2 separate regions of the Pan troglodytes genome follow, and region 2 is linked to region 1. The links are chromatin contacts, called in public capture Hi-C maps. All regions are on one chromosome and are shown on one strand. The core of a region is the stretch at or near the end of the contact, and the rest is flanking DNA. Distances in the headings are between cores, read along the strand shown. Region 1 has its middle 20 kb from the start of LRRC75A. Region 2 overlaps LRRC75A (leucine rich repeat containing 75A).

Region 1 (4,537 bases), core at 1,485-3,984:
CGCCAGGCTGCAAAGAATTTTCACTTGTTATAATAGGGCAGTCCATTTCCTGCAAAGAAATATCTTTCCTAGGGGTCTGTCTACTCTATAGCTCACAATGTTCAGAAATAACAAGAACTTTACAAGTGTTTACAAACATCGTCTTGTGTTAGGCAAGTATCAAAAAATCTTGTCTCTCACAGATGTTTCAGAGAATCCACACAAATAACTCAGAAAGTCTGTTCATTGCAGAAAAGCTAGTATGAGTTTGCCTTTTTTTTTTTTTTTTTTTTTTGAGACAAGTTCTTGCTCTGTCACCCAGGCTGGAGTGCAGTGGCGCAATCATGGCTCACTGCAGCCTCAAATTCCTGGGCTCAAGTGATTCCCCCTCTTCAGCCTTCTGAGTAGCTGAGACTACAGGGACATGCCACCATACCCAGCTAATTTTTTTTTTTTTGAGACAAAGTCTTACTCTGTCACCCAGGCTGGAGTGCAGTGGTGCGATCTCAGCTCACTACAACCTCCGCCTCCTGGGTTCAAGCAATTCTCCTGCCTCAGCCTCCGGAGCAGCTGGGACTACAGGCACGTGCCATCATGCCCAGCTAATTTTTGTATTTTTAGTGAAATGGGGTTTCATCACGTTGGCCAGGCTGGTCTCGAACTCCTGACCTCAGGTGGTCCACTCGCCTCGGCCTCCCAAATTGCTGGGATTACAGGTGTGAGCCACCGCACCCGGCGAATACCCAGCTAATTTAAAAAATTTTTTGTACAGACAGGGTCTCACCACGTTGCCCAGGCTGGTCTCGAACTCCTGCACTCAAGCCATCCTCCTTTCTTGGCTTCCCTAAGTGTTGGGATTACAGGTACAAGCCACTGCACCTGGCCTGTTCTGACTTTTGTGCGGCGTGAAGTGAAGAAGCTTAACAGGGCATTTCCTTTCGTGCTATTCTGGCTGTGATGAGCATTTGCAGAATCCCTGGGCATTATTCTCATGGCATTACTCTCTCACTAAAGAGTCTGAGGGCTCGAAGTCATTATCGCTCAGTTCTCTCTGAAACTTCAAGTCAGCATCTCAGCTATTCTGTCAATGTTGTGAGCAAAAACTAGTAGCCACACTTTCCAAGTGACAGAGAGGAAGTGTGAGCATGCCACTTCATTACATTTCCTCTCCGGTTGACAGAAGATTCTGACCATGCCTCTTGTTGTCTAGAACAATGGAGGGTGATTTTGTGTCCAAAGGACATGTGGCAATGTTTAGAGACATTTTCCATTGTCATGACTGGGGTTGAGGGAGCTACTGGCATCAGGTGGGTAGAGGCCAGGGATGTTGCTAAACATCCTACAATGCCCGGACGGCCTCCTCTCTGCGAAAAGAATTTTCCAGTCTAAAATACCAATGGTGTCAAGATTAAGAAATCCTGGTCTAGAACTAGAATCCAAATGCCCCAGTGCCAGCCACTTAGTTCTCTCAGAAAGCAGACTTTTCTGCCCACCCCAATCATGTTCCCCTTTTGTAGTGATGGAAGTTATAACAAGATGCAAGACCAGATTACATTTTCCAGCCTTCTTTGCAGTTTAGTGTGGCCATTTCAGTAGCTCCCACCAATGGAACAAGACCTAAAGTGATGTGTGCCACTCTGGCCAAGGCTTCTGAGAATTCCCTTTTCCCTTCTGCTGGCAAGATGTAGATGACAACTAGGCTGGATGGGAGAGCCATGATGGGAGCCTGGACCTGCATCACCCTATGGCAGAGAGCTGCCCCTCAGCTGAAAACACATGCTGCAGTCGCTTATGTGAGTGAGAAATAAACTCCTGTGTTTGAGCCAATTTACATCTTTAGGTCTACTTGTCACAGCAGCTTAGCTCACCCTAGCCAGTAAACAGCCAATCCCCAAGAGCCTATTTTGATGCTAGGAGCCTTAGGAAGCAGAGAGAGCTCTGAATGAGGCAAACATGGCAGGGATCTTTGCCCCTGAGGTTAGCTTGGGTCCCCTCTGCTAAATGGTAGGAGCAGCGCAAGTTCAAGCCTGCCATCAAGGGGCCCTTGCTTTGTTTAGTACAGCCTTGACTTCAGGAGTAGGTGGTGATATGATCCCCACTCTGTGTGATTTCAGCTACGTCATCACAATTAGACACTTAGGCTACTCCGATGGTCCATTTTATGTGTCAGCTCAACTGGGCCACTAGATGCCCAGCTATCTGGTCAAACATTATTCTGCTGTGTCTGTGAAGATGTTTCTGGACGAGGTCAGAATTTGAATCTGTAGACTGAGTGAGGCTGATTGTTCTCTCTAATGTGGGTGAGCTGCATCCCATCAGTTGAAGGCCTGGGTAGAACACAAAGGCTGAGTAATAGGAAACCCCTTCCTGCCTGACTGTGGGGACCAGGACATTGGTCTTTTTCTGTCTTTGGTCTCAAACAGAAACATCTGCTCTTTTTGGGTCTTGAGTCTGTGGCTTTCAGACTGGAATGTATGCTCCTGGGTCTTCAACTTGCTGACTGCAGATCTTGGGAAGTTTCAGCCTCCATAATTGCACAGGCCAATTTCTTACGATAAATCTCTCTCTGTCTCTGTCTCTCTCTTTCTCTACACACACACACACACACACACACACACACACGCATCCTGTTGGTTCTTTTCCTCTGGAGAACCCTAATACAGTTGCAAATTGCAGAAACTCACCTGAAAGCAGTTTAGGCAGAAAAGGGAAGAGGCTCAGAGAACAAAAGCACAGGAAGTGATGGGGTGCAGCTGGCCGCAGGGACAGCCGGACCAGCAGGGCGCATTTTCTCCACCTCTTATCCCCACTGCTCTGGGTGTGTTGGCTTCATTCTCTCTTTGTGCAGTTAAGCCTCTTCACACAGCAGGGAAAAAGCATCATCATCTCTAAGCTCATATCCTCACAGCTGCTGGGCCAAAGAGGAAGCGTCCTCCCTGTCTCCCACTTGAAAATTCTGGGAGGGACTTGGGTTGAGCATCCCTGCTGTGCCTGGAGCAGGCTGTATTATCAGGAGAAATAAGGAATGGGCATAAAAAATGGCTGTACATTGTTTCTTGCATGTACTCTGTGACATTGGGATATGGTCACTGTCCCCTTCCACTTCTGCTGGCTCATCTTTGCCTCCCATCCCTGCTACTTTGACCCAGGGAATCAAAGTGTAGCCTCAGGGAGCAAATCACAGAATTTTTTTCCAACAACCCCTCCCCCACCACTCCTACATTGGCAGTGGTGGCTGTCCAAAACGTGACAGGAGAAAATTCTAGCTGTGCAAAATGTGATAGATCCTACAACATGATGACACATGAGATCTGTCATGTAACTCAAGCTGGAAAAAATTCAGGAAGATAAACTGACTGCCATACATCTTAACTAGTCCCTGTCCAGTTTCTATTGGCTAATGCTAGTTTGTTTCTTTTATTTTTTTGAGATGGAGTCTTGCTGTGTCACCCAGGCTGGAGTGCAGTGGCGCAATCTCAGCTCACTGCAACTCCTGCCTCATGGATTCAAGGGGTCCTTCTCCCTCAGCCTCCCAAGTAGCTGGGATTACAGAAGCGTGCCACCATGTCCAGCTAATTTTTGTATATTCTTAGTAGAGACGGGATTTCACCATGTTGGCCAGGCTGGTCTTGAACTACTGACCTCAGGTGATCCACCCGCCTCAGCCTCCCAAAGTGTAGGGATTACAGGCGTGAGCCACCGTGCCTGGCCCATCCTAGTTTCTTTCTTTTTTTTTTTTTTTTTTTTGAGATGGAGTTTCGCTCTTGTTGCCCAGGCTGGAGTGCAATGGCATGATCTTGGCTCATAGCAACCTCCGCCTCCCGGGTTCAAGCCATTCTCCTGCCTCAGCCTCCGGAGTAGCTGGGATTACAGGCATGCGCCACCACGCCTGGCTAATTTTGTATTTTTAGTAGAGAAGGGGTTTCTCCATGTTGGTCAGGCTGGTCTCAAACTCCGGACCTCAGGTGATCCGCCCACCTCGGCCTCCCAAAGTGCTGGGATTACAGGCGTGAGCCACTGCGCCCGGCCATTTATTTCATTCATCATACTTATCATACTCTGTGATTCCTTGCTTGATTTGTTTACTTGTTTACTGTCCACCTTTCCTACCAGAATTAAGCTCCCTGAGGGCCAGGTTCCATCTGTCTTGGTTCTTGCAGTGTCTCCATACCTGTCACAGTGGTTGGCATGCCCCTGCTTGTGATGTGTGTAACAGAATATGCCTTTTGCCAATGCTCGGGGTGTTGCTGGGGTTTTGCTGAGGTTTTCCACTTTTCTCTGCACATGGTGACTTAAAGGTCTGCAGGCACTTCTTTGAATCTACTCTTATTTCCGCCATGCCTCGCAGAAGTTCCTTGAGGTCTCTGAGGCCTGAGCGGCCGTTTTCTTCTATGTCTAGTGTAATCACCCTCTACTTTCATACTCTTTTAGTCATTTCAGTGACAACTTGGAAGATGGGGATTCCCGGTACGAGATTGGAAAGGCATAAAATGATACGGCAGTGATCGCTCTTTGGAGATGGTGCTCATAGTCTCACCTTCCAGGGGTTTTTCCTTCA
Region 2 (4,537 bases), core at 620-3,119, 49 kb before region 1:
TCTGGTTTTTAAATGTTGGCAATGAATTCACCCCCTGGGCCAAACAAAACCAATCTGTGCTAGTGGCACCAAGGGAGAGCACCTCAAGCACTTGGTGCCTGGAGGACGGGCTTGTCCTCCTTGGGCCTGGGCAGTGTCTGCCAGTCCTCCTTGGGCATAGAGCTGCTCTGCCCAGAAAGGCACCCACCGCACACCCCGGGACCTGGCTGGCTTGGACCACAGCCACCCTACCGGCTTGGGACAGTGGATGTAGCGTGCCAGGCTGATGATGAGGTCGTGTGTGATGGGGTCCACCAGGTTCCGGAAGCTGGCGTAGCGATACAGAACGTCGTCTAGCGAGGTCGACTCCATGCCCAGGTCCTGTAAGAGCAAAGGATGCCCAGAGGTCAGGGCTGGCTGCCCACCCAGCTCGCCCACCATCCCCAAGAGAAGTAGGCACAGACCCTTAGAGGCGACTCTGCCTCCCAGAGCCCCGGTGGGGAGCATCTGCAGAACTTCCCTCAGGGGCTGGGGCAGGCCCCTCCTGTTTGTCTTTGCCTCCAAGTTGAGGAAGAGCAGGGACTGGCCTCTGCAGGCTCTGCAGTTTGTGCAGGTCCTGGCTTGTGGCCCTCTCCTAGGACAGCCCCTGACCTTTGTCTCTCTGGTTTTCCAGAGGAGGAAGCCAAGGGTGGCCTGCCTCGGTGCAAGCAGCTGCTTCTCTATGGTGGCAAAATTTGGAATTAACTGCCTTGTGACAGGATGGTTTATTGATATTTATTTGTGTTTTCTTCCTGCTTCTGACGTGGTTTTTACTGCTCCTTCTGTAGCCGATGCAGCCTCAGTGTTCCTTTGCCTTGGGGGTTTCTGAGTGGGGGGGTTGTAAGCAGATCCTGCCAGGCACCCAGAAGGAAACCTCATCAGGACTCCCTCAGAAAGGTACTGAGTGGAATCTTCCCGATGGGAGGGGAGCAGCTTGGAGGCGAATGCTACTAAGTGTGGTGGGGCCGCGGCAGAAACCGCTGGAGCAGAGCTTCCCTGGGTCTGAGGAAGGAATTGGGTTTGGGGGCTCAGGACACACCACCCCAGAATACGGTACCCTGGCATCTGAGGAGGCAGCTGACACAGGAAGGTCTCTCTGACTGCTGTTCTCCCCCAAAGCAGGCCCTGAAGAATCCTGTGACCTTCCTCTAAAGTAGGTCGTGAGACCCCTGAGCTTAAAACGGAGTGATCGGCTTTGGAGAAGTAAGGAGACATGACGTGCCTGCCCTGGGGTGGGGACTAAACTTCGTGCCACTCCATGTGAAAGGGGGAGGTACGCCTGCTCCCTTTCCTCAAGCCCCCCCCCTCCCAATTTCTGCCATCCTTGGGTATGAGCTACACGACAGTCCCTGACCCTAGCTTGGTGCCCTGCACAGACCAGGCAATGCTGACATTCCCATCCGGAGACTGTCCTCACACCATCCTGGGGAACATGAGGCATCCCTGGGTAGGGAGGCAAAGCAGGCCCACCCACTGCAGGCTGTCCTCATTCTGGGGGCTCCCACAGCTGCCCCAGCACAGCCCAGAGAAAGGCTCCCAGCCCAGGTGGCTGGGGTCCAGTGCCCTGGGGACGGGACGTCTGGGCAGGGAATGTGTGGGTGACCAGCTGAGTTTGCTCCTTGTCATTTTGTTTGTATTCTGAACTTTTAAAATACCTTCCCCACATGATTCTTAGAAATCCCTGGAAGGCACGCAGGCTGGACATCATCATATATTCTCTACAGATGGAGACACCAAAGCCCACGCCTTCTGTGCTGTTGGAATTTCAGGAAGGATGGGGGTGGGGCACGGCCTCAGCCCTGGGCATGTTCTGCAGATTGCACTGCTCTTATCTGCCAGGGGGTGGTGAGAGGGTGGCTGAGCTGGACAGATGGCGGGCAGGGACGGGCTCTGCGGTCTGGCAGCTGACATTGATACAAGCAAATAAAGTCTTTGCTGGGGGCTCTGGAGGGCCTGGGTGTCATGCCTGGGGGTGGGAGGAGCCTCTTGGGGGGAGCCCCTTGGAGCCCACCTGCCAGCCGGGTCCTACCTGCCGTGGTTAGGGGGCACTCTGCCCCCACCCTCATTAACGCCTCAGTGAGGACACAAGAGGCCAGTTGTGAGGGCTGTTTTCCATATGGCAGGAATGAACCTTGGAGGCAAACTGCCAGGTCCTGTGCCAGGCTCTCTGGCTGCTGAAAAAATTTGCTGGGAACCAAGACCTGGGGGCTCAAGGTCTGTCATGGATGCAGTCAGGGGAGGCTTCTGAAGCACTGGCTGGTACAGGTTCTAGAGCTGCACCCCCTTGTAGAAGCAGGTGCAATACCCGCCTTTGACCTCTGGCCCTGCCCTGGCTTTTTCAATCCCTCAGCCAGGGCTGCATCCTGAAGCAAGCAACCTGACAATGCTAAGCCTCAGTTTCCTCATCTGTAAAATGGGGACAGTGACCCCAGCATCACAAGGAGGCAAGGGGAACAAGACCAAGTGTTACATGTAAAGCCTCTGGCAGGGAACAGAGAAAGCAGCAGTGCCCTTTCTACTACATTTCTGCCCCCTCCTCCCTGGAAGGCCCGTCCTCACCTTCTGCAGGGGTTCTCGATCTCCTGGACCACAGACCCAATTGAGAATGTGTCAAAAGCCATGAGCTCTCTCCCTAGAAAAATTCAGGAGTCAGGGCTGGGCGGGGACCTGAGCACACAGAGTCCACACTGGCCTCATGGTCAGGAGGGTGTGTCAGAGCCGTGTGGACACGAGGGACCCCAGGACACAAACTATCACCCACTAATGTGCAAAATCACAGCCCTGCCCTCCCTGGGGCGGGAGGAAGCTGGGGACACAGGAAGGCCGAAAGTCAAAGGACTTGTGTTCTATGGTCTCAGAGGGCCTGTGTGGTCAAACGAGCTGTGGCCCAGTGCCTGGTTTGCCAGCCAGTCCCTGCCTACAGCTTGAGGCTCCCCTTCCTGGGGACAGGGAGCTGGAGAAGGAGGGCAGATGAGGTGGAAACAGAGGGGTGGTTATTCCCATGGTCAGAGGCTGCACTGGTGGCCACGGGGAAGAGGCCACAGGCATGGAGCTATTTTTCTTTTACACTCTGTCGAGCAGGCTGGGCTGCTCCTCTGTGGTTGGCAACTTAATGCCAGCCTCTATGCCTCCTCTGCTTTGCCCCTGGGCACCCCTCTCCTCTGTGAGCACCCCGGCACCTAGTGGTCTCCCCCTTACAATTGTCCCTGCAGTCTGTCCCTAAATGACCCTGGGAAATAGCACTGGATTTTAGGCCCTGGCCAGCCCCAACTCGCTGTAAGTCTGTGGCAAGAGACTTCCCTCTTGGGATTCATTTCCCTATCTGTGAAATGGGCAGATGAACCACACTAGTGGTTATTAAACTGTGTTCCAAGATCTTGAGGCTGACGGTCGGGGGCTGCGGTAGACAAGAGGGAGGTGAGAGGAACCAGCAGGGCTGTGGGCTGCAGCTCTTACAAAGCAGCTCCTGGTTACAAACAAATGAACGCAGTTCTGTTCCAAAGAGAAGCTTGAAAGCCCTGGACCAGATGACTGCCTGGGTTTCTTGTGTTCCTACCAGCCCTGCCCCATCTTCCTGGACCCCCTACATCTCCAAGCTAGTCTAGGCCATCCCTGGAAGGACCAAGAAAATCCCAGTTGCCAACCCAGGAGGTTGGGCAGGTCTGTGAAGATGCCAAATGTCCTTTCTGGAGCCCACTCCCCTGCCGTCTCCCCGCGCCATCCCCCTGGTTGCCCAGCTGCTGACTGTGGCTCTGCCTCTCTGGAGCACTGTCTGGGTTCATGTGGTTGTTGCTTAGGAGGGGAAAAGGAGTGTAGAGGCAGGATGGGAGGGAAGGAGGAGGGTCTCCTAGAAAGGCAGCTCAGGGTCACTGTGAGTCACGGCCAACACCGGCCCGCCCTGTGAATTCCAGGTGGGGTGGGGCTCCCCAAGGTCCCAGGGCTACAACAGGGAAAGCCAGATAGAGGCTGGCCAAAGGCCATGGCACACATTATTGCTTTATTGCTTTATTTCAACCCCACCTAGGCCCACAGGATGCTTATGCTAACTGAGGGCACTTCATAGTCCTGAGGACCTTGGGCTACTTCCTGCCTCCTTGATGTCCTCTCCATCCCCCCTCCCCTAAGCCAGGCTATTGGAGATGATGGTGTCACCAGCTGCTGGGACTACCCACAGGGCTGGGTGTGAGGGAGGAGAGGTCACCAGATCCTCAGGTGTCTCAGGAGGCTGCAGCCTGGGCCACAGCCCTGGGAATGGGCTCCTTTCAGACTCTGCACCCATGGCCTGCCCTCCTTCTCAGGAAGACACAGAATGGGGGTAGGCACACAAGGCCTGCTGCATGTGCAAGGGAAGTGGAAGAATCAGATCCAGGTGTGGTCCCTGCAGCCCCTCCTGTGCACTGTACTAGTCTTGGAGGGGCTGGTTTGTCTTAAAAAGCACGAGGCATTGAGGACAATCCCATTTTCCTCATGATAGGTCTAAACGGTACCACCTCTAGGAACTGTGCCTGTGGACAGTTCC

What was found. Capture Hi-C pulls out chosen DNA fragments and counts their contacts.
Region 2: a capture Hi-C map of stem cell-derived neural stem cells shows a contact between it and region 1, with 4 times the contacts expected there. The contact joins two enhancer-like sites. A contact is called at or near these places in 2 of 7 Hi-C or Micro-C datasets (both in induced pluripotent stem cells) and 1 of 1 other capture datasets (stem cell-derived neural stem cells).

Annotation. Positions count from the first base shown.
Region 1 is chr19:53,479,983-53,484,519 of NHGRI_mPanTro3-v2.0_pri, reverse strand. No RefSeq gene overlaps it. Among named protein-coding and RNA genes, the nearest start is that of LRRC75A, 20 kb to the left of the region's middle. Within about 2 kb of position 2,734, at least 10 of the 24 cell types and tissues checked have an H3K27ac peak or open chromatin away from gene starts, as enhancers often do. A contact at or near this core is called in induced pluripotent stem cells and stem cell-derived neural stem cells, where this site is marked.
Region 2 is chr19:53,527,688-53,532,224 of NHGRI_mPanTro3-v2.0_pri, reverse strand. LRRC75A (leucine rich repeat containing 75A) reads right to left here. Exons shown (of 3, transcript XM_003318099.7): 2 at 232-360. Among named protein-coding and RNA genes, the nearest start is that of LRRC75A, 28 kb to the right of the region's middle. Within about 2 kb of position 1,869, at least 2 of the 24 cell types and tissues checked have an H3K27ac peak or open chromatin away from gene starts, as enhancers often do. A contact at or near this core is called in induced pluripotent stem cells and stem cell-derived neural stem cells, where this site is marked.